2 separate regions of the Mus musculus genome follow, and region 1 is linked to region 2. Evidence: chromatin contacts called from public HiChIP or PLAC-seq data. All regions are on one chromosome and are shown on one strand. Each heading gives the region's core, a stretch centred on a gene start, on an enhancer-like site or on the middle of the called end of the contact. The rest is flanking DNA. Distances are from core to core; before and after follow the strand shown. Region 1 holds the start of Atp6v0b (ATPase, H+ transporting, lysosomal V0 subunit B). Region 2 has its middle 14 kb from the start of Eri3.

Region 1 (7,373 bases), core at 1,534-4,033, 350 kb after region 2:
CAGCTCCAGCTGTCCCAGGAAAACCAGCAATAAATAACAGTAGGGCACGGCCCCACCCATACAGGTCATCTAGTCACCCATCTTCACTCTGGAGGTCTGCAAAGGAAAAACAGGACAAATCAGGCAGGGACAGTGACCAGTGACAAGACCAGAACCAGCAGGCCAGTGGGTGGACAGACGGACAGACACACTATGACAGACAAACAGACATGGACAGTAACAAAGGAGCTCAGCTGTACAACAGAGAAGACAAGTCCCATGGACAGTGTTAGTGTCGCCAAGAGTCAGCCCAGTCAAGCACCCAAGTCACAAACTCACACACTGGAAAATATGAATTTAGACATGCTAGTCTACTGACAAGTGTGTCATACATACAGAACACAGACCCTGAGAGACAGAAACTCCACAAAGACATTTTCAGAGGCAGCCGAGGAAAGAGATGCTAATGGAGAGACTTAGGAAAGATGCGTGCATCTAGAGCAGGAGACAAAGGGGGACCAAGAGATGGGAAGGGGAAAAAAGGGAGGCACTTCTGTTCCTCTCTAGGGGGACTCGCACCTGAAGGATTGCAACAATGACCCCAAAGAGGCCAATGGCACTGCCAAAGATCTCCACGATGAGAATTTTTACAAAGAGGCTGGGGTTCTGTGCATCCGCCAGGGCGGCCCCACTGCCCACGATGCCCACGCAGACTCCACAGAACAGGTTGGACAGACCGACTGTGAGGCCAGCCCCAAACATGGAGTAACCTGGAGGATAAGAAGTAGCTCGTGAGGTGGAGGCAAGCAGGAGAGGAATGGTCCAGTGTGGGCTAGCAGGGCCAGTCCCACCCCAACTCTGCAGAGCTGAGACTCTCAGCTATGGAGCCAGGAAGCAGGAGTAAGTGTGTAAGGCCCAGGTGTGTACGTGTGGTAGAAGCAAGTGTGTAAGGCCCAGGCGTGTATGTGTGGTAGGGTGTCTGTCTCACTATGTCATTATGTAGTGCTGGCTGGCCTCTTAACTCACTTGGTGCTACCCCCGTCCCAGGACTGGGGTTAAAGGCCCAGAGCACCATGCCGAGTGAGCTCTATGTTACCCACTTACCTGCATGGTAGTTTCGATGGCCAATGGCCTTGGGCTCCGTAGCACTGAAAGGCTGTGAGGGGCAGAATAAGTCCTCAGAAGGCATTCCTTAATGCACCTACCTTTTCTTCCCTCCGATCTTTAGGGAAAGCATAGGCATTTCAATGGATACCCGTCCCCGCTGGTTTTCCCTTACCTCAGCCATGTTGCTGATGACAATTGCCATGATGATGCCATAGATGGCCACCGCTTCACAGAAGATAATACTGGCAACAGTGATGGTAAATGGTGGGGGAGGGGGAGGGAAACTCTTTAAGAAGGAAATCAGCCATTTCTGCAGAAAATCCCCAGCCAACTTTCCCTGACTCACATACACGCTACGATGAGACGGGTCACAAGCCAGCATGTCACCCGACCCCCATCGCAGCTAGTTTTGACATGCAGAAGCCTTTACACTTACCTAACCAAGTTCTTGGTTTTGATTCTGGGGGCTTTCACCCCACCCCCAATAATGGATGAGCCGGTTATATAGATTCCCCTGGTGAAGGGTAAGAAACTGATTAAAGGAGCCCAAGGAGTTGCTGTCCCCAGGATGATTAAGAACCCAGTGATGATTCCACCTGCCACGACTTGGCACCTCCCACTCGTCCCGCCACTCCAACACTCACCAGGCTGCTCCAACCACAGACAGAGAAATTGCTAGGCCAATGCCCAGATTCGACCACATGAAGGGGGAAGTTTCCGTCAGGAACCTGGTGTGGAAACAGGGAAGAAAGCTATTGAGCTATGGACAGGAAAGGGCAGGAGTGGGGAGGCCACACAAAACTCAGTGTCCACCCAGCTCCAGCCCACCAGTCCCAGACGTTGCATCTCTAGATTTTCTATTTCCCAAAGGTCCGTGTGTCTGAAGAGCTGGGCTGGGGCTCAGACCAAAGCAGGGAGAAGAGGCTCCTAGGAGAATCCTCTCCATGCCCTCCCTTACCATGCCACATCAAAGCGAAAGCCCAGGTCAAAGATGGTGTAGCAGATTCCTGAAGCAATGAGGAAAGGAGTTAAAGGGTTGCTCTTTCGAGACACAGTCCCCAACCTAGGAAAAAAAAAAAACTGCCCAACTGTCAAACTGTCAGCCACCTACATCTAGACAAGCGAAGAGTCCCGGAGCGAAACAGCACCTCCACCCAGGCCTCCATTTTTTTTTTTTTTTCGGCCACTCCCTAGGTAACCCGTCTTAATGACACCAAGCCCCTTCACGGGCCGGAGGGAACGGGCGCTGCGTCCAGGCCGCGCCAGATCCTGCCGGCCCAATCGCTGTTTACCCAACAAGCTGTGAATGGGTGGGGGAGGGCAAGGAGGAAAAAGGGGAAGCGGGGCGCCCAAATATGCGGCTCGCGGAGAGGAGGTCAGGAACCTGGCGTCGCGACCCTGGAATAGCCGGTGTGACTCTCGCAGCCCAGGGCCGGCCTCCTCCGTCGCGGGAGGGCACCGCGCGGGGCCGGCTCCGGCTGCCACCTGCCCCCCGCCCCAACCAGCAGGCCACCTTGGGCCGCCTGGGCCCCGCTCACCCACAACGACCATGCAGGCCCAGAAGGCCACAAAGATCCCGAGGTAGAGCAACTCCAGCCCCGTCATGGCAGCGGCGACGGCAGGGGTCGGATCGGTGGGACCTGAGCTAAACCGCGTCCACCGTCCGCCCCGCAGTCTGTCGGCCCGCCCCGCAGCGCCACCTGACCGGCGCACGTGATGCGCCGACCCCACGTGACCCCCGCGCACAGTGGCTGGCTGCCTGAGGCCGGGCCCTGGTAGACGTCATGCCGCGGAGCACTGTGGTGGTTGTAGTTTCGTCGGACGTTCTCCGTGACAGGTACTGGCTCTCCACCTGCGCTGCTGGTTCCCTAACTTCCCACCGGACTCCCAGTTTACTCACCAATCACTGCAGATCCTTCCGGTCTGTTCTAGTCCTGCCTAGTTCCTTCTGCTTGAAGCAGGATTTCGCGGTGCCTAGCTAATGCCTGCTGTTCATCGGAGGTCATTCTAGGTTGTCTTTTCCAACCCAGAGGTAGGGTGGAATGCCAGACGCGAACGCCCACGATGTCCAGGTGATCTTATAAGGCCATGCCATTCTCCTGTTCAAATTCCCTGTGGATCCTATTTCACTCGCGACAGAATGATCCATAGGATCCTAAAGTATGCAAAGCAGGCACTGTAACAGAGCTAAGCTCCAGGTCCCTAATAGACTACCCACCCTATCAGACGCAGCCCGCCCTTGCATCTGCCCCTCTCTCTTGCTTCCAGACTTTGCTCTCCTTCAAGCCCTTCCTTACCCATTCTGTTTAATATTCCAACCCCAATCTCCCTTTAACCAGTCCCCTTTCTTTTCCAGATTTGTGTTTTCCCATAATTGTTATCCCTTGATATAATTTTCCTCTGGTTCTTATCTCTGGTTGATATAGTACATTTTGTTTCTGACCACTCTCCCTAGGGGGCCGAAGCACCATGGTTCATGTTGGACTCACTACTGTTTCTAGCGCCTGACATACAGGGGAGTTCTCATAACATGCACACAGAATACATGATGGATGCTCATTTTAACCCAGTCCCCATGTCAGTTACAGCTCTGCCTTTACCATTAGCCTGTGTACTACATGATCTGGATGGTGCCAATATAAGATTCTTTTGCTAATGTGGACAATAAGTAAATTTTGTTTTCTTCTGGGATCCAATACACAAACACACACACACACTGGGAAACCCTAGGACCAACTCTCTGGTTTTTGTTTTGTTTTTTGAGACAGGATTTCTCTGTATAGCCCTAGCTGTCCTGGAACTCACTTTGTAGACCAGGTTGGCCTCGAACTCAGAAATGTGCCTGCCTCTGCCTCCCAAGTGCTGAGATTAAAGGCGTGCACCACCACTGCCCGGCCCATAAAACCAACTCTCTACCAAGGACAAGCACTCTATCAAGATATACCCCAACAACTCTACTTTGATTGAAGCACCCACCATGTTGACTGAGTCTTTGTTTAGGCCCAAATGTTCGTTTCACTCTGTTTATTCTGAATATTTTTTCTCTATAAGATCCAGCTTAAGACTCCTCTGTCTGGGTTGCCTCTTGAGTCCCCTTCAGGAGCCTGCTATGAGAGCCAGCTGCACCTGGGGCTCCCTTCACACAATTATATTTCGTGGGGTTATTATTTCCTCCCAAGCACATTTTGAGGACAGTAATCTGGTTAAATATAACTCACATATCCACCCACAGGATCTGTGTAGAACAGAGCTTTAGTGAATAAAGAGAAACAGGAGAAAAAGTATTCCGTTTATTTCAGTGTCTTTGTTGTCCCCAAGAAACAAGTCTAACTAAGTCAATGTAGCCCAACAAAGTCCTGAAAGCAGCCACATAAGTGCTTGAAATGTAATTAGTGTAATGGACAAATACTTTTTCATCCACTTTAAATGGCAAAAGTCATGTGTCCAGTGAATATTGTCTTGGACAGTGCAGGTTTAGACCAGAGGCTCTCAATGAGGAGTAGTTACATGACATCTGCCAACCTGTAGAGATAATCTGGGTTATCCTAGCTCAGTTGGGGAGGAAGGGAGGTGTTTCTGTTTCTGTCAGCTGAACCTATACATCCTTCTCTATATAGAGTAGCCTCTGCATTAAAGAATTACTCTGCCCAAACTGTCAACAGTGCTGAGGGAGGTGGAAGAACTCTGGTCTGGATCATCCAACTTCTGCCCCTGACCAAGGGCAGAACTCCTGCACACCAGGAACTGGGATGAGCCCTGGGACCCCTCCCTGCACAGGCTATAAGCTGGACAGCTCCACAGAGAGAGCTACCTACACTCCCTGTGTCTAGGCATCAAGTGTCCCTGTGACAGGACGAGACGTTGGTCAGGGAGAACAGGTCCCGGCAGACTTATCACTCTGGCTCTGGCCTCCCAAGGTATCAGCTGCTCCCCTCATCCTCGTAGGCGATGGCGATACCTCGTCTTCCTCTGACGGCTTCTTTCACTGGTGTCTGGCCCAAGCGTGGCTCCAGCCCCTGCCAGTTCCGAGAACTAAGGAATGAAGCTGCAGAGGGAAAGAAGATAAGCTGTGTGGGCTGGACCTGGGCAAAACTCTAGCGGGGGCAGCTGCTTGCATGTTTACCTGCAGGGCTGCTCTCCGCCAGCTCCAGTTGGGGCCTCGGAATTAAGGCCGAACATCTAGTGTCATCTGATGACTTCCAAGGAGGTGGTGGTCGGAGCTCCCCAGAAATGAGTGACACATCTGGGGTATCCCACAACTCTGACTCAGGTGGAGGGAGTGGCACATGGAAGGGAGAACCTGACGTAGAAGGAGAAAAGAAAGCTATCCCGGTTTTTTCAACTCCAACCCCAACTTTCAAACCCAGATGCGGCCTTGCCACTCACCAGGCAACAGCTCTGCATAATGTGTGAGGTGGGGAGCCAGGCCTGGCGGGGGCCAGGCAGGGTTGCAGGCAGCCTCCAATTCACATGGCGTCAATACAGGCCGAAAGAAGCCACCCGAAGGCTGGGGGGCTAGTGCCCCCAGGGGACAGGCTAACAGCACAAAGACGTCCATCTCAGGGAAGTTGGCAAGCTTGGCGGGTGTGGGCTTCCCCACGGCTAACACATAGCTACGTTTTCCAGCAGCTTCCGTCAGTTTCCGCAAGTGTGCCAGTGCCTCACGGTGTCGAGCCACACCTAATGTGCCTGCCAGCAGCCCAACCACACGGGCATCTCTGGCCCTCTCTATGAGATACAGTCTTCGTGCTCTTAGTCTCCCAGCCTTGGCACCCTGGTCTTGTGTCTGTCCTGTATCTGGACAACAGGAAAAGAAGGGCCGCCCTGGTGTCCAACCCAAGAGCAGTCTGCTCAGGTCGGGATCAAGGCTGGAGTCCGAGCTTGCTTGAGAAGCCCCTACATAGAAGGCACCATATTCTTCCAGACGTCTCCCTGGATTCAGGGGGAAGCAGCGCCCAAAACGCTCCAGGGACTCAGGCTGTGAGCTCGGGGATCCCACTGGCAGGGGAAGAGCTGGGCGGGAGATGAGCAGATCTTGGTACTTTGGGAGCAGGAGCATGGCCAAAGGCTCTGAAAGAGGTGCATCAGAGTTGAAGTCTGGCAAAGTAAGAGATGTCTCATCCCCAGATGCCTCAATGTGACCCTAAAGGACAAGCCAGGCCAACTGAGGCCAAGAGCTCTAGGTAAGTGTGCTTAAATAGGAGGAATTAAGGCATGAAGCTGTGGACCCACCCTTCTTTCCCTCACAGGTATAATTTCTCACCTAGGGCATGGGCACAAGCTGGCTCACTCAGCAGTACCACCGGGGCTGTCGGATCTGGGTTCTGGGCTTCAAAGGCCTTTGCACAGAGCTCTAAAGCAACGGGTCGCTGACCAAGGACAAAGGTGATGGGCAGCTGCGAGGCTGGGGGGCTTAAGCAGGCAGGACCGAAGTGCACAAGGGCTTGAGCTCCAGCCTGCTCGGCGCCCAGCACATCCACACAGCAGCTGCAGGGGAGAGAGCATTGGTGAGAGGTGTTCCCTACCTGGAGAGAAGAGTTGTCATCAATGGGAAATGTGGCCAGTGGAGAAAATGGCACCAAGCTAGGAATTCACTGTGACTGAGGGAAGCTGGCATCAGGAGCTTCTCATCGTGCAAACACGGTCACTGGAGGCAGACACTGTGGGCTGGGAAACCCCATACCTGCCATAAGCTGTGTCCCCTAAAATGAACATCTTAGCTCCTGTGACTTCCTCCAGCCGGGCAGCCACCGCTCCCGCATCTCCTAGTAACTGGTCAGGGAACTGCAAAGTCACCTGTAAATACAAGCCACAAGTCAGCGACAACCTCACTCCTCCACCAACAGCCTCTGCAAAAAAACAAAAAACAAACAAAAAAACAAACAAACAAACAAAAAAACCCACTAAACATCCCAAGCCCCTACTTCTAAGGAGGCAGCCAGCCCCACAGAGTTGTGGGTAATCCGTGCGATACGGGCGGATCCCGACCCAAAGTCCCAATCTCCGCAACCCATACCCAGAGGAGAGCCCGCGCCCCGCGCCCCCTTTTCGCGCCCCCTTCTCTGAACCAGACCTCACCCGCTGACAACCTAAATCGCAGACAAATTTCGTAACTCGCTCCAGCTCATACACGCGGTCCAGGTCTTCAGGAGGAGTGAACTGTCCTGGAACGCCCGCCTCCCGTTGCAGGGCTGCCTCCGCAGGGCTGCTGAACGTAGACTCCATTGGGCGCAGCTTGGGTGGGGTGAGATGCAGCTGCACCCTCAAAAGTCCTCGAGGTCACAGCA
Region 2 (6,395 bases), core at 1,334-3,833:
AAGAGGCACTGGTGCCACCGAGGCACATAACACGAAGCACATAACACATACCTTCCCTGCAGCTTGCCTTGCCCTCTAATCCTGAATCCCCAGTCTCTTCTGCATCTCTCCCATCTCAAGATGAGTGTTACTAGGCCTGCCCGCCCTTACCATGTTCTTACATGGCCCAAGAACTCAGTTTTTAGTTAAAGAACAAAGAATCTGCCTTAAAGGCTAGTGACATGGCTCCCTGGGTAAAGGTGTCTACCTCCAATCCTGATGACCTGAGTTTAATCCCTGGGATCCACAGGGTAGAAAGAGAGAACTGACTCCTAGAAGTTGTCCTCTGAACGACACACGTGCACTCTGACACCTCCAAGCCCCCACCAAACACATTCAAATAAGTAAGTGCATAAATGCAAATAAGTAAGGAATATGTCTTTTAAAAATCATGCAGAGGCCTGGAAAGATGGCTCTGTGGTTAAGAGCACTTGTTCTTGCAGAGGTACTGTGTTTGATTTCAGCATCCATGTGGCAGCTCACAACCCCCCCCATACCTCCATTTCCAGGGGATCTTACACCTTCTTCTGACCTCCTCAGACACCAGGCACACACTCATACAGGTAAAAACAAACAAACAAACAAACAAATAAACAAATAATCAGAGCAGGGATAGCACAGATTTGGAGGAACACAGCAAAGCTGAGAGATGCTTTCTGTTCTAATCTTATTAAAGCCTTTTCATTCTGCATAGCAATTACTGTGTGACAGGCACTGCTGTAGTACTTTACCTGTGCTATTGATCTAATCCACTGAGGTGGTGAGTAGGAATTACTACTGTACCCATTTCACAGAAGGAGAAAGTTCAGAGGAAGGAGGGGTAACATCCTGAGGAGCACGGTATTGGTAAGGAGTTGGTAAACACTAAAACACAGGACTGAATCCTGGCAATACCTGGCTTAACTAGCCATTCTGTTACTCCTTTTCTTCATGTCAGCTTCCCATGGACTGTAGTGAAGAGACAGCTCTGTCTAGGACGGAGAGTAGAGGGGACACTTTTGACTGTGCCATACTGTGCTAGGTTAAGGAGTATCAGGTTTGTACTTACCAAGCCACACCTGCACACTTCCTCGTTTCTCCTGCCTACATGTGGAGCTGCGGTCACCAGGTCCCTGGCTTTAAGATTCTTTTTAATTAAAGAAAAAAGTTTGGAGACTCCATTCACACGTTCAGTTCATTTCCACCCTCTCTCTCCCAGCTCAGCTCCTCCCATGTCCATCTTCTCATACCCATGACCTCATCTATAATCATTACTACTGCTACACATGGACTATATGTGTGTGCATGTGTCTAAATGAACCCATTTCATATTGCTCAGTGTGTATGTGTATTCAGGGCGCACCCCTTGGGATTGGGTAAGATATCAGCGGACTCATCTCTGAAGAAGGTGGTTTCACTCTCTCAACAACCATTGATTGCCTGTAGCTCTTCGCCCAGAGGTTGACTTTGGAAATGTCACCTATCAATATTGGCATGTCAATGGTGTTGTCCTTAAGCAGGTCTTATTCAGTCAACCATATTGTTGAGATTCCGTTGGTGCAGCATCCCAGTCAGGTCTACAAGAGACTGTTCAGCAGCAGCAGCAGCAGCCTGGTTCTCTGGTTCTTAGACTCTTTCTGCCTGTTCTTCCTCAATGTCCCCAGAGTCTTAGTGTAGGTATCACATTGTAGATATGCCAGTTGGGGTTGGGTACCCTGTGGTCTTTGCCTTTTAGTACGTTGTGGCTCTCTGTAGTAGCCTTTGTCTGCTGCAAAAAGAAGCTGTTTTAATGAAGGGCAAGAATTACACTTATCTTGAGGATACAGATTTAGAATATAGCTAGAAGTTATATTGGTTTAGAGTAATAACAGTTGCAGGTTCTCCTTTAGGGTCTATGACCACTCCAGCCGTGAGCTGGCAATCGCTTAGAATTTTTTAAAGATTAAATTACATTTTAATTATCTTCGAAATTATTATTAAAATTATTATTAAAATTACTATTAAATTATAAAATCATTGTACTAAATTATTATGTATTATCATTTATAATAGTATTTTATTATTATTATTATTTATTAGTGTGTGTGTGTTTGTGAGAATGTGCCAGTGTGCCTGAGCCACAGTGTACTTGTGGAGGTCAGATAACAACTTTCAGGAGCCACTGTGAGCTCTGGTTAGGTCACCATGCTTTTGAGGCACCATAACCCACTAAGCCATTTCTCCATCACTGGCCTACGGTTTTCAGTTCCTCCTGGAAAGATCAGTAATTTGCATCTTAGAAGTACCTACTATGTGCTAGACCAAGTGTCAAATACAGTGAGGCACAGGAATGATTTTCTTTTATTCTTATGGCAACCTTTTCACTGAGCCTGGAGCTAAAGCTGGAGGGAGAGGATGTTGCCAGCAAGTAGAGGCAGCCCATGGGGAGGATTTGTGGCCTCCCTTTCCCACCCTGTGTCTCCAGGACTCTGTGGACCCGTTCCTGCTGCTCTGGCTAGCCTCTGGTTTCTACGTATACACTGTCTCTCTGGAACAGACATCCATTCATCCATCTGTCCATTCATGTCTCCCCGCTCCCAGTTCTGCTTCCTCTCCCTCCTCTTCGTTTGAGCCTTCGCTAGCCTCGGCAGTACTGCTCCTAACACCCAGAGTCCCCACTTCCCTTTTTCTGCTTGCAAAAAAATCCTTATTTTTCAAGCCTTGCTTTAACGCCATGTTGACCTCCCTCACCCTCCCCTCTCAGGATTAATTGCTCCCTCCTTTGTATCGGTCAACAGCACTTATCCCAGAGAGCTAGAGTCACTTGTTTGGCCACAGTCCTGGAGAGATGAGGCACGGGGTCTTGGTCTCATTTGCTCCTTGTCTCTGGAGCTCAGGGCCTGCCTAGTGGTTGAAGAAGCCCGAGGAGACTAAGGTAGGGGGCTGGGAGGTTTGACCAGAGCCGTCCTCCATGAAATAGGATCTCAGCCTTTACTTTGCTTGCCCAAACTGGATTTCCCTTCCACTGGAGAATGGGATCTCCTGTCCTGATGATCTCGCCTTCTTCGGCATCCCACCTGCCTCCTGTCTGGTATTCCCTCGTCTCCCCTGCTCTTTCCCACTTAGCAGCATCTGCAGATTTCATTAACTTGCTACTTAACCCCTCTCACTCAGATCAGCTCTGAAGATGATAAATCAGACCCTGGGCCAGTCCCGGTAGCAGCTCTCCTCTCCACGTCCCCGCTAACGAGAAGCCTCTGGCTGCCCTTTCCCTCTCCTGCATCTTCCGGTCCCTCACACAGAGACTGTCAGTGTTAGCATGGCTTAACCACTTTGGATTGAATCCTGGAACCAGATTTGGAGACAGTACCTAGAGCTGATAAGCTTCCTGGGCCAGTCCCCTTTGACCTTGGCAGGCTGTGGGCCTTGCCTTTCCTTCCCAATGGGCTAGCCCAAAGATAGCACTAAGGGCTGCAGATGATGACTGACTTTGTCCTGGGAAAGAATGAGAAAGGCTAATGGAGTATAGAGTTCCTTCCTAGCTAGCCAGCAGGTCAAGTGCACTTGTGGGCAAGTGGGTACAGGGCTAGGCTTCAACTGGACCTGTATTCTCACTCCCTTCATTTCTTCCTCAAGACCTCCCACATGGCGTCTCTCCTGTTCCATTTTTGGGACTCCTGGCCCTCGGTAGTGTGCTAGAGCTAAGCCAGGATGTTTCCATGGTCTGTTTCCTCCCATCTTCCACTCCTGTTCCGTTTCTAAGCCCTATCTGAACATCGCCCAATTGTCTTTCCTTTGTAATTTCGTTCTTCCCTATCTCCCCCTTCTATAAACTTGAGGTTCCTCTTTTAACTTCTTTCTCAGTCCTATCTCCTCTCCTGTTCTCTTCTTACCCTCACCCCAAGCATAAGTCCCTAGCAGGAACAACATCAAACATATCAGAGGTCTAACTTTTTGTAGCTCCAAGCAGGTTTCTTGCTGTTTCCCTTATCCCCGTGCTGGCCCCTGTCCATCACCGTTGCTCATGTTCTGGGGCTTTTGGGCTCCCCTTCCTCGCCTTCATGCTCAGCCTTCATCAGAGACAATGGCAGCGGCACAACACTGCCTGGTTCATAAAATGCTCTGCAGAGCATCTGCCAAGAGCCCGAAAGATGGCAGCAGGTGAAGCTGCCAACCTTGATGACCTGAGCTGTTTGTTTGTTTGTTTGAGACAGGGTCTCTCTGTGTAGCCCTGGTTGTCCTGGAACTCACTCTGTAGACCAGGCTGGCCTCAAACTCAGGAATCCGCCTGCCTCTGCCTCCTGAGTGCTTGGGATTAAAGGTGTGTGCCACTGTGCCTGGCTTGATGACCTGAGTTTAATCCTTATGATCTATGTGGTAGAAGGAGAGAAGCAGGTTGTTCTCTGACACACACACACACACACACACACACACACACACACACACACACGTAAAAACATTTAAAACACCAATTGAGGGGGCTGGAGAGATGGCTCAGTGGCTGAGAGCACTGACTGCTCTTCCAGAGGTTCTGAGTTCAATTCCCAGCAAGGTGGCTCACAACCATCTGTAATGGGATCTGACACCCTCTTCTGGTGTGTCTGAAGACAGCTATAATTGTACTCATACATAAAACAAATAAATAAATCTTTAAAATAAATAAAATACCAATTGAGAACCAGGTACCATCTGGAGTTTCCCCACCGTTACCTTGTCCCTATCCCTTCTGTGACGAAATGATCCAGCACTCACCCCATCTGGGAGGCTCCTTCCTTTGGTATCCTTCTTCTGTCTTGAGAAGGTGCCATGGGTTCATTCAGCTACCTCCCCCATCGAGAGTCTTTTTGTCAGGTACTATTTCTACAGTGTCTTCATTACCTCCTAATTGGCCAAATCTTTTTATTTTTCTTGTTAGAGACAGATTTAAAGGAACAAGTTCAGTAGCTCAGCCATTTTCAGACCATCATTAATTTTCTGCCTTCTTATTTATTAATGGGGCAACTTCCTTACTGTTCCCCCCAACCCCCGCCTCTGGATATCTATGTAAAAGCCTGCGTTGCTCAAGCAGCCCCTGGGACCAATGTTAACTCACTCTGACTTTGTGCTGCCCTCAGCGGCTCTGGACTCCTCCCACATCCCTCATCCTGTCCTGTGTCCCTCTGCTCTTGAAGCCCATCTTGATCAGGACAACCTGCAAAGACTGTAATGGAGAACATCTTATATTCTTGGCCTAGAAGTTTCCTTCCCTAGGACTCTCCTCCTTCCAGTGTGTTTGCAGTCTTAACATTTAGCTGACACATGTGGCTTCATTCACTCCTAAAAACCTCAGGGGAACTGAATCCTGGGCAACAGCAACAATCTGTCTAAGATCACTTTGCCTAGAAGAGGGATAGTCAGGATGTGAAGCCCATTTTCCTGGCCCCACAGCTTAGGCATTCCTCCACATCAGCCCACCCCAGTTATTAAGATGTAGATAAGGTTTGGGTTTGGTTTTGAGACAGTGTTTTGCTCTGTGGTCCTGCTAGCCTGGCTCTCATGACCCTTTGGCCTTAGCTTTTTTCCCAAGTGCTAAGAACAACTAGACCACTTTGCCTGGCCACTAGGATGACTCTTTAAAGAGAGGAAGAAACCAGGACCCATGAGAAGGCAGAAGCACAGTGGGAATAGACGTGACCTGGGGATTAGCATGAGTGAGCAGCAAACTGTTGACTGACTTTCAGTATCTGTACCCCTGTCTCCCATGTCCCGATCCTCCCAAAACATCAGCTAAAGGTCTATCTAATGGTGATATCACAGACATTTAAGAAGAATTGTCTTGGCACCCTTTCCATGCCTCTGAAGGACAAACCTGTGTACCTAACCCTTTGATGCCTTCCTGGGGTGATCTGAGTTGTTGCAGTTGAGACTGGTTCTCCAGGAGCCTCAGCCCTTCTCTCTGGGTAAGCGGGCTTGACATGCTGTCATTCACAGACCTCAACAGGTAGGGCTACAGCTAAGTATCAGTTAGCACAGGTCTCTGAACCAACGACTCCTGACTCAGACTCTAGGACTGGGTCTGATTACCCATGCACTACACTAAGCCTGGAAGGTGGGGCTTTATCAGAGGAACCGTTCTTATGGGTTCAGTTCTGAGGAGACTCAGTGAGGCCCTATGGAGCACAGACATGAGAAGACACGGTTGTTGCTGGTGTGCTCAGTGATGGCCAGCCTGGATACCAGTCTACCATGGCGACAGCCTCCAAGGCCCCCACAGCTGTTACTGGATGCAGAGCCTCTGATTTCTCACTGGAAATGAAAGCTAATGAGCCCTGTAAGGTTTTCAGGAAAAGGGAAGAAAGGGAACACAGGGCAGAGCCATCCTGCTCAATCTGGTTTCCCGGTCTCCTCTTGCAAGCCGT

The links. HiChIP or PLAC-seq counts read pairs in DNA pulled down with a chosen protein or histone mark.
Region 1: an H3K4me3 HiChIP or PLAC-seq map of bone marrow-derived macrophages shows a contact between it and region 2, with 2.6 times the contacts expected there. The contact joins the promoter of Atp6v0b here to the enhancer-like site in region 2. A contact is called at or near these places in 3 of 39 promoter capture datasets (embryonic stem cells, liver and pre-B cells), 4 of 484 Hi-C or Micro-C datasets (CD4 T cells, embryonic stem cells, natural killer cells and 1 more), 1 of 115 datasets of contacts at active chromatin or transcription factors (bone marrow-derived macrophages) and 2 of 9 other capture datasets (adipose tissue and liver).

Annotation. Positions count from the first base shown.
Region 1 is chr4:117,884,546-117,891,918 of GRCm38.p6, forward strand. Atp6v0b (ATPase, H+ transporting, lysosomal V0 subunit B) reads right to left here and starts at 2,784. Exons shown (of 8, transcript NM_033617.3): 1 at 2,625-2,784; 2 at 2,045-2,093; 3 at 1,731-1,814; 4 at 1,523-1,600; 5 at 1,259-1,328; 6 at 1,084-1,135; 7 at 559-749; 8 at 1-96. The coding sequence starts at 2,691. The coding sequence ends at 70. Gm12841 (predicted gene 12841) reads left to right here. Exons shown (of 4, transcript NR_168719.1): 2 at 1,208-1,343; 3 at 2,761-2,923; 4 at 3,542-3,746. Dph2 (DPH2 homolog) reads right to left here. Exons shown (of 6, transcript NM_026344.3): 1 at 7,165-7,373; 2 at 6,770-6,882; 3 at 6,350-6,573; 4 at 5,473-6,156; 5 at 5,210-5,386; 6 at 4,098-5,131. The coding sequence starts at 7,311. The coding sequence ends at 5,007.
Region 2 is chr4:117,533,383-117,539,777 of GRCm38.p6, forward strand. No RefSeq gene overlaps it. Among named protein-coding and RNA genes, the nearest start is that of Eri3, 14 kb to the right of the region's middle. Within about 2 kb of position 2,584, at least 8 of the 459 cell types and tissues checked have an H3K27ac peak or open chromatin away from gene starts, as enhancers often do. A contact at or near this core is called in bone marrow-derived macrophages, where this site is marked.